Linked DNA regions of Mus musculus: region 1 is linked to region 2. The links are chromatin contacts, called in public promoter capture Hi-C maps. All regions are on one chromosome and are shown on one strand. Each heading gives the region's core, a stretch centred on a gene start, on an enhancer-like site or on the middle of the called end of the contact. The rest is flanking DNA. Distances are from core to core; before and after follow the strand shown. Region 1 overlaps Trim8 (tripartite motif-containing 8). Region 2 overlaps Gbf1 (golgi-specific brefeldin A-resistance factor 1).

What was found. Capture Hi-C pulls out chosen DNA fragments and counts their contacts.
Region 1: a contact with region 2 is called in a promoter capture Hi-C map of pancreatic islet. The contact joins two enhancer-like sites. A contact is called at or near these places in 3 of 115 datasets of contacts at active chromatin or transcription factors (bone marrow-derived macrophages, embryonic stem cells and memory CD8 T cells) and 1 of 9 other capture datasets (pancreatic islet).

What each region holds. Positions count from the first base shown.
Region 1 is chr19:46,509,034-46,512,931 of GRCm38.p6, reverse strand. Trim8 (tripartite motif-containing 8) reads right to left here. Exons shown (of 6, transcript NM_053100.2): 2 at 114-209. Among named protein-coding and RNA genes, the nearest start is that of Trim8, 9.3 kb to the right of the region's middle. Within about 2 kb of position 1,496, at least 146 of the 459 cell types and tissues checked have an H3K27ac peak or open chromatin away from gene starts, as enhancers often do. A contact at or near this core is called in pancreatic islet, where this site is marked.
Region 2 is chr19:46,244,731-46,248,746 of GRCm38.p6, reverse strand. It overlaps Gbf1 (golgi-specific brefeldin A-resistance factor 1), which reads right to left. Exons shown (of 40, transcript NM_178930.3): 4 at 2,527-2,658. Among named protein-coding and RNA genes, the nearest start is that of 4833438C02Rik, 59 kb to the left of the region's middle. Within about 2 kb of position 2,501, at least 6 of the 459 cell types and tissues checked have an H3K27ac peak or open chromatin away from gene starts, as enhancers often do. A contact at or near this core is called in pancreatic islet, where this site is marked.

The sequences.
Region 1 (3,898 bases), core at 247-2,746, 270 kb before region 2:
TCTTGACCTGTGGGCTCCTATTCCAATAGGTGAGTGATTGACAGGTGGCTCCGGCACAGAGAGCCTCAAGACCCTGCATCCCCATCACCCCACTTGTGCTCAGGGTTCACTACCTCCACCAGGCGCTTGTCTGACTCGAGCTTGTACAGCTGGTCCTCAATGTCCTGCTCTCTCTCCTCCAGCCGCTCCTGCTGCTTCATGAGCATCTTCTGTAGGGACAGTTGGAATAGCAGTGTGAGAATGGGGTGCTGCTCCACACTCAGTAGGGCAGCATATCACCCTCTTGTTCACAGAGTCTTCTCAGAGGTCCTCTGACTCAAGAGGACCTAAAATCTCTACCAGCCAGCCTCCCTACCCCTCAAGCAGCACCAGGACCAGCAGTTTTCAGTAATGGGAAACGCGAGGGTCTTCATGGGTAGTCAAGCCCTGAGCTTTCTAAGGGCAGCCCCCTGCTTTCTATGACCCATCACTTCATTATATTTAGAAGGGGGTTCATCTAGTCACCCTAGCCATCCATGAGGTAAGTACTGTACTATCATCATTCACAAAGGATGAAACTGAGGCCTGGAGAGGTCCGACAACCTGGCTACAGTCATCCGGCCAATGGAGCTGAAGAGATGTCTCAGTGGTTAGGAATGCCCACTGCTCTCGTGGTAGACCCAGAGTCAGGTTCCGTTCCCAGCACCAGTCAGGCAGCTCACAGGCGGTTCAGGGGACTCTGACTCCTCTGGCCTTCCCAAGTGCTCATAGACACACATATACATAATTAAAAATAAATATTTATCTCTGAAGTTGTAGAGCTAACGAGTGATACATCCCAGGTAATGGGGTAGGAGGCCTGTGATTATTCAAGCCAGGAACCTTTCCCTGGGGCACCGGCTTGAGTAGAGCACCCTAAGATGCAGACAGTCAAACAGCCTCCAAGGTGACACAGGCTCCTGAGCTTGCCTTATATTTGCCTTGTTCTATAGCTTAGCAACAAAGCCACCCCTTCCTTGTTCCCGAGGCTAAGCCCCAGTCTCAGAAGTCACGTGGTTCAGCACCTCAGCAGGACCAGTAGAGAGTGACTCCTTTTATTTTATATATGAGTGTTTTGCCTGAACATAACTATGTGCACCAGGTACCTGTCTGGCGCTGGCAGAGGTCAGAAGGGATTGGATCCCTGGAAATGGAATTGAATGCAGGTTCTCTGCAAGGGTTACTAATGTCCCTAATTGTCTGTTTCCACAATCCTTTATCCCATCACAAACACACCTCTTCAGACAAAGTCTCGCCCACCTAACATGACCGCCTCCTTTCAGATAATTCCCCATGGCCAGGAACCATCCAGCCGCTAGTGTAAGGTAAGTACGTCTTTGGCTGGGACAGGAGCGCCACGCCACGTGCCTTTAGAAGGTCCTGTGACTGCCTGCTTCCCCAGGATCTCCCCAGCACTGTGCTCACAGGGCACTTCAGTTCTTCCTGTCATTTCCTGCCAGCTAACAGTGCCCGCTTCTCCTTTGTCCGCTTTCTGAGGCCCAACTCTGAGGAACTTTCCATGACCCTGTTTGTTCTGAGTTGGTACAGGTCTTCCAATCCTGGTCATGTGGTCTGTCGGCTGTCACATCCTGCCCTACTGGGTAGCAGTGTTCTTTAGTATAGCAGCCACTTTTTACATTGAGATTAATACAAAATAAAGTAAGGCAGATATGGACATACGGGCCTGCAACCCTAGCACTGGGAAGCTGACACAGGAGTTTTGGGAGCCGGCGCCAGTACATAGAAAGACCTTGACTCAAAAAAAAAAAAAAAAAAAAGAGAGAGAGAGAGAGAGAAAAATGGAGGGCAGCTTCAGGCTCCCAGATGCACCAGCCTCAGCTACTGTACATAAAATGCTGCCACTCCCAGGAAGTCATGTGGCAGCTCTAGCCTAGCACCCCCCCCCCTCACTAGGCTACCGCCCCCTACTGTTACTGTGGTGTTACAACATGGAGGATAGAGCCCAGGGCCTTGCACAAGCTAGGCAAGTGTTCTACACAGACCTGCATCTTCAACTCACATTCTGATACTTTGTATTTCATTCACAAGTCATGATCTGATTTCTCTAGAAATTCTAACCCTCTCTCTTTTTTTTGTTTGTTTGGTTAGTTTTTCGAGACAGTGTTTCTCTGTGTAACAGTCAGTCCTGGCTGTCCAAGAATTCACTCGGACAGGCCCAGAACTCAAGACATTTTATCTCTGCCTCCAGAGTGTTTGGATTAAAGGCATGTGCTGCACACCCATGCAGCATTCTTTTCAACCCTCTTAAGGGACTGAGCTTTGGCTTGGGATGGTGGCACACATCCAAAGTATTAGCTCTTCGAAGGTGAAGCAGGAAGATCACCGCAAGTTCAAGGCCAGTCTGAACCAGAAGGGTTAGAAAAAAATAAGAAAAAGGCAAAAGGGGTGTTGGTGGAAAATAAGAATTGGTGTTAGCTAGGCATGACGGTGCAAGTCTTAGTTTCTACTCTGGGGACACTGAGGGACAAGATTGAGGTCATTCTTGGCTATAAAGGGAGACCCTGTATTAAAAGGGGGGGGGGCTTTGCAGCTGCAGCTGCCCTCTGCCTTTCTTCATAGTCATACCTCAAAAAGGCAGGAGAACCTGGTTGTTGTGAATCCATTTCCAGAAACACCCAAGGGCTAAACACAATGCTCTGCAAAGCAGCTCCCAGACACTCAGGGGAAATGTCCACCTTGGCAAGGGCACTTCTCTTCTGCTGTGGGGGCCTTTAGGCTCACCACATAACCCCTGCTCACCTTCCCTAAGAGTTCCTTCCTCAATTATATCTAAGGAAATCAAGACCAGCAGGAAACTTCAGGCAGATCTATTCTAGAGAGGTTGCTAGCCAAGAAACAAAGAAGAAAGATGCTGAGGGGTTAGGTGAAGGTAAGGCTCTCTTTCCAGGTCTAGAAAGCCTGGAGTTGGTCCCAGCTGGCTCTTCCCTGCAGTGACCCGGCAGACCGTGCCCTTGTCAGCCAGAGTGGCCAGATTGACAATAAATATAGCTTGTATGGCATAGAAATGGAGGTGCCTAAAGGACTGCCCAGATACACACCTGAGCAACCTGGGCTCTGAGACTCCTGAGTGCACATACATTTACACCCAATTACAAGTAATGACTGTTGGGTCTTTGGAGACCCCCGACAACGAAGGGGCTGACATTGAAACTTTCTTAGGGGTTTAAAGAAGCAGTTCAGTAGCTAAGAGTGCTAGCTGCTTGGGTGGAGAGGATCCAGGTTTGATTCCTGGCACTAACAGGGGCTCACAACCATCTGTAAATAACCTCAGTTCCTGGGGTTTCAACACCTTCTGGCCTCTGCAGGCACTGCGCACACACAGTATACATACACACAGGCAGGCAAAATACTCATACACACTTAAAAAAAACAAGCTTCACTGTAAACAGGAGGCCTCCCCCCTCTCCTATATCACAGGAGCTCAAACAGCACGCTGGCTGCCTATCATGTGTGTGCACAGGTGTGACTCACACGGAAACAAGCACCCCAGATACAAATCAGGGTTCAGGCCACCTGATAGCTCAGGCTCTCACTATTCCATGTCTGCCTGCCTGAGTCATGGATGACCAGGGCCCTGAACAGAGATGAGGAAGGGAGGCCAGGCTGAGTCTCAGGAGAAGGAAAAGACACACAGACAAAGGTTCCAACCAACCTAACTTCTCCTGGGCTGGGAAAGAGTCTTGCCCTACAAGCCAGTGAGGGCCCCTCCTGCTTCCCGACTGAGGTCCTTCAGGAATTTATGACTGCTATCCATCCTGGCTCCTGCTCAGCCCACTCTCTCCTCTGAGGCATTCCCAAGAAGCACCCCTACTCTAGGATGCTAGTGTTGGGCCTCAGCTTCAGGATTCGGGGTTGGGTC
Region 2 (4,016 bases), core at 1,252-3,751:
TGAGGGAGACACAACTCGGAGGTGGACTCCCTGCTTAGCAGGTGTGAGGCCCTGGCTTCAAGCCCTTCTAGTGAGGACAGACAGACAAACAAACAAAAACCAGAGATCCACTCTAGACTGAGTGCAATAAGAGGTATAAACTGAGAACAGAACTTTACAATACAATAAATAGATAATGGGCTCTCAACAGACACCGAGGCTGGCAAGTCTCTCTGAAGCTGGCTGACTAGAAGACGAGGACCTGAGGGAGTTTGGCAGGATACAAGGTCTGATGAGCTCAAGCTAAGGAACCCTGAGTTTCTGCGACCTCCTAGCATCCAGGTCGTGAGTGGGTAAGGTCTCCACTTCTCCAGGCACGGGAGCCTCAGCTTCATGCCTTACTGTAGCTGCCTATACAAAGAGATTTTACAACTGTTAAAACAAATCCAAAATAGAGACAAAAGAAACTCAATGCTTCAACCTCAAGGAAATAAAACAACATTCAGATTTTTGCCCACCAAAGTGGCACACACATAAAACAGAAAACTGGTAATCCTAAGGGCTGAAGACAGCAAGGAGAAATGGAAACGCCCAGGGCATTGCTGGTAGGGATGAAAATGCTCTAACCTACTAGGGAAGCCATCTATAAAATGTAACCTATAACACTTCACACAGAGATAAAATTAGTAAATATGGCCGTAGGAACACAGGGGTTTATTTCAGCTTATTTATAATGGCTTTAAAAAGAGAATAATGTAAACATTAAATAAAAATACACCATTATATCAAGGAGGAATGAGGAGGAAAATGGGGAATTATTTCATAATTAAATTTCTGTTGGGGCATGAAAAAGTTTGAGAAACATTTGTTAGGAATAGTTGTACAATGCTGTGGACATGACTAAAACTATGAAATTATTTTCTTCAATTGATTAAAGGGGGCTGTGGATGTAGGCTGCTTGCCTAGAATGCATGAAGTCACTGTTTTGATCCTAACACTTCATAAAACTGGATGTGGGAGCAAAAGGGTTATTATCCCAGTATGGAAGGGAAAGGCAGGAAGACCTGAAATCCACAGTATCCATTCTATATAATGAATCTGAGGCCACCTTGTGCTCTATCTTAAAAAAAAAAAAAAAGGTTAAAAGGTAAAATTATAGGGGTATGTGTGTGTGTTTTCCTACAAAGAAAGGAATAAATCAACTATATAATTATGTGTATACATCAAATAAACACTATTATGTGAAATACAGAAAATATATAATACAAATCCCCTCCCTCCCACCTAAAAAAAAAGGGGGGATAATCAGGCTGACGAGATGGCTCATCAGTTAAGAATACTCTGCTCTTCTAGAAAACTCAGGTTCAGTTCCTAGCACCTAGCTGGGATTGCTCATAAACGCAGTAACTACAGTGTTAGGAGAGTCTGACGCCCTCTTCTGGCTTCTGTGGGTATCTGCATGCATGTGGTGTATATATACATATACATATATATATATATATATATATATAGAGAGAGAGAGAGAGAGAGAGATAGATCACATCTATATCTATCTATCTATATATATAGGGACACGCATATTCACATAAAATAAAATGAATAAATAAATCTTTTTTTTTTTTTTTTTTGGACAGGGTTTCTCTGTATAGCCCTGGCTGTCCTGGAACTCACTTTGTAGACCAGGTTGGCCTCGAACTCAGAAATCTGCCTGCCTCTGCCTCTCAAGTGCTGGGATCAAAGGGGTGTGCCACCATGCCTGGCTAAATAAATATTTTTTAAAAAAGATAATACTGTCTATATCCAGTACTTGGGAGGCTGAGGCAGGAGGACTTCAACTTCCAAGCTACACAGAAAGACCTGTCTTAAGATGAGTGTGTAAATGTGGAGGGGTGTGCGTGTGTTCATATTTATATGCATCAAGAAAAAGATAAAAGCAGTCAAGCCATGTCACTAACACCATTTACTTAAAGAAGAGATTTTGGCGCTAAGACAGAGAGGAGAGACTTCTTTTCTTTCAGACGTCTCTACATAGTTTTCTTAAAATCAGCACAAAATTGGAAAATAAGGCAAACCAGCCAGAGGGAGAGATAGCTCAGTGCATAAAGGAACTTGCTGTCAAGCTTAATGACTGAGTTTTATTCTTGGGACCCACATGATGGGAGAAGAAAACCTATGCCACAGACTGTCCTCTGACCTCCATTGGGGACCTGTCTGTGTGCATGTCCCTTTTCCCTGCTTCCTGTTTTGTGTAATTTTAGAAACATGCTTGTTCCTTTGCATATAAATAAATAAAGGTAGTTTTCAAAAAAGGCAAACTAAACCTACAAGGGAACCACACTCTTAACTCTCCAAAGTGTGGTGGAAACTAGAGTCCCAGGCAATCTTCTCTCTTCTCTCCCTCCATGGATAACCCAGCCAATCAGCATCCTGAGAATAAGTAGGCCTATGTCTCTACTAGGAAAGGGACAGCTGGGCAAACCAGCTGGTTTAAGGCCTGTGCAGCAGGAGATGGAGTGCTGCAGATGCCACCAAAGCCTAAGTGCTTACCTATGAGTGCGTAGGACAGGAACTTGTTGACAGAGGTGAGTGCCAGGCCGGTGATAGGACCAGTGGTGTCTTCAGAGCGAATGACTTCCAGAAATGGACGAAGGAATACATTTGGCTCAATCTCTGAGAGTTCTGCAAGTAAAACAAGAAGAAAAAAAAAAGACCCACAAATCAAAAATGAAAAGACACTAACAAAAATTAATCCTGGCAAAAGGTCATTTTTGTCTGTTGAATGAAGTTAGAGGGCTCCTTGTTTGGGTCAATCTTCTTCCCCCTAAAATACCTTGAATTAAGTTCCTGACACAACCTTTTTATCTGTAAAAGGTTTAGGATTTAGCTCTAAAAGATTAATATTTTTTAAAAAGAACATTTAGAAAGTTAATAGTAAGATTATTAAAAGGGTGAGTTTTTTTGTCATACAGAATATTGTTTCATTACTGTTGTCTGTATGCTTGAGATTGAGTTCAGGACACTGCATATGCAACTATTCTTCCAATGAGCTACATTCTCAGCCCTTGAGCACAATCAAAAAAATTAACAAAGCTGGACATCAGGTGTGACAGTTCATATTCTAACCCCAGTTTTCAGGAGGCAGCAGTAGGAAAATCACTACATGTTTGAAGGGAGCCTTATCTACAGAGCTAGTTCCAGGGCAACCAGGACTACATAGCAGGCTACTCTTGCTTCAAAATACAAACAAAAATAAAAAAGGAAAGAAACCAACAATACTTATTTAGTCAATTTTCTACACTCATTTCATCATTTCTTTAGTGATACACAGGTGATCTTTACCTTGTTAACTAAAGACATTCCTGGGAGAGAGGGAAACCTGATTTTAGTTCCCTGATGGAAAGGAAGCCTGGAATAAGCAAAGGCTGAGCAGCCTCCAGTCATAGCGACAGTTTGTAATCTTGCAAGGTCTTAACCCACCTTCTTCCCTCCCTCTTTCCCCCCTCTTTCCCAGAGCACACAGGTAGCTAACTGTCCTGAGATGAAGGAGCATCACAGTCTTTGAGAAAAAGTATGGTTTAGATAAGATCATGATTGGCCTTGAATCACACAATAAGCAGAGCTGAGATTTACATGGTTTTACAATTCCCAAACCACACATCTACCCTACCTCACTGCCAGCACATATGTCTACTGTAGCAGATCTCAGTCCAGGGTAAGACACACTACTCTGGACTTCCTGCCTACCTGACTTTGCTGACAGTTAAATTGCTTCTTTCTACTCTACTGTGGTTTGAGTTTTCAGAGCTAGTTTCCTTTTGAGTTTTCCCAAACAGGCCAGAATCTTTCAGGGATATGATCAAGGCTATCCCACCTTAGAGACTGAGGGGAGGGAAAGTAGGGCTGTAGGGCTGAGTGCGTGAGCGAGCGCTTCATTTTCATGCAAATGTAGGGCACTCCCTACTCAGTCCCTACCTTTCCTCCTCTCTGAGTAAACATTTTCTGGGCCGGCTGCTTCCCAGATTAACGCTTTAATTAAC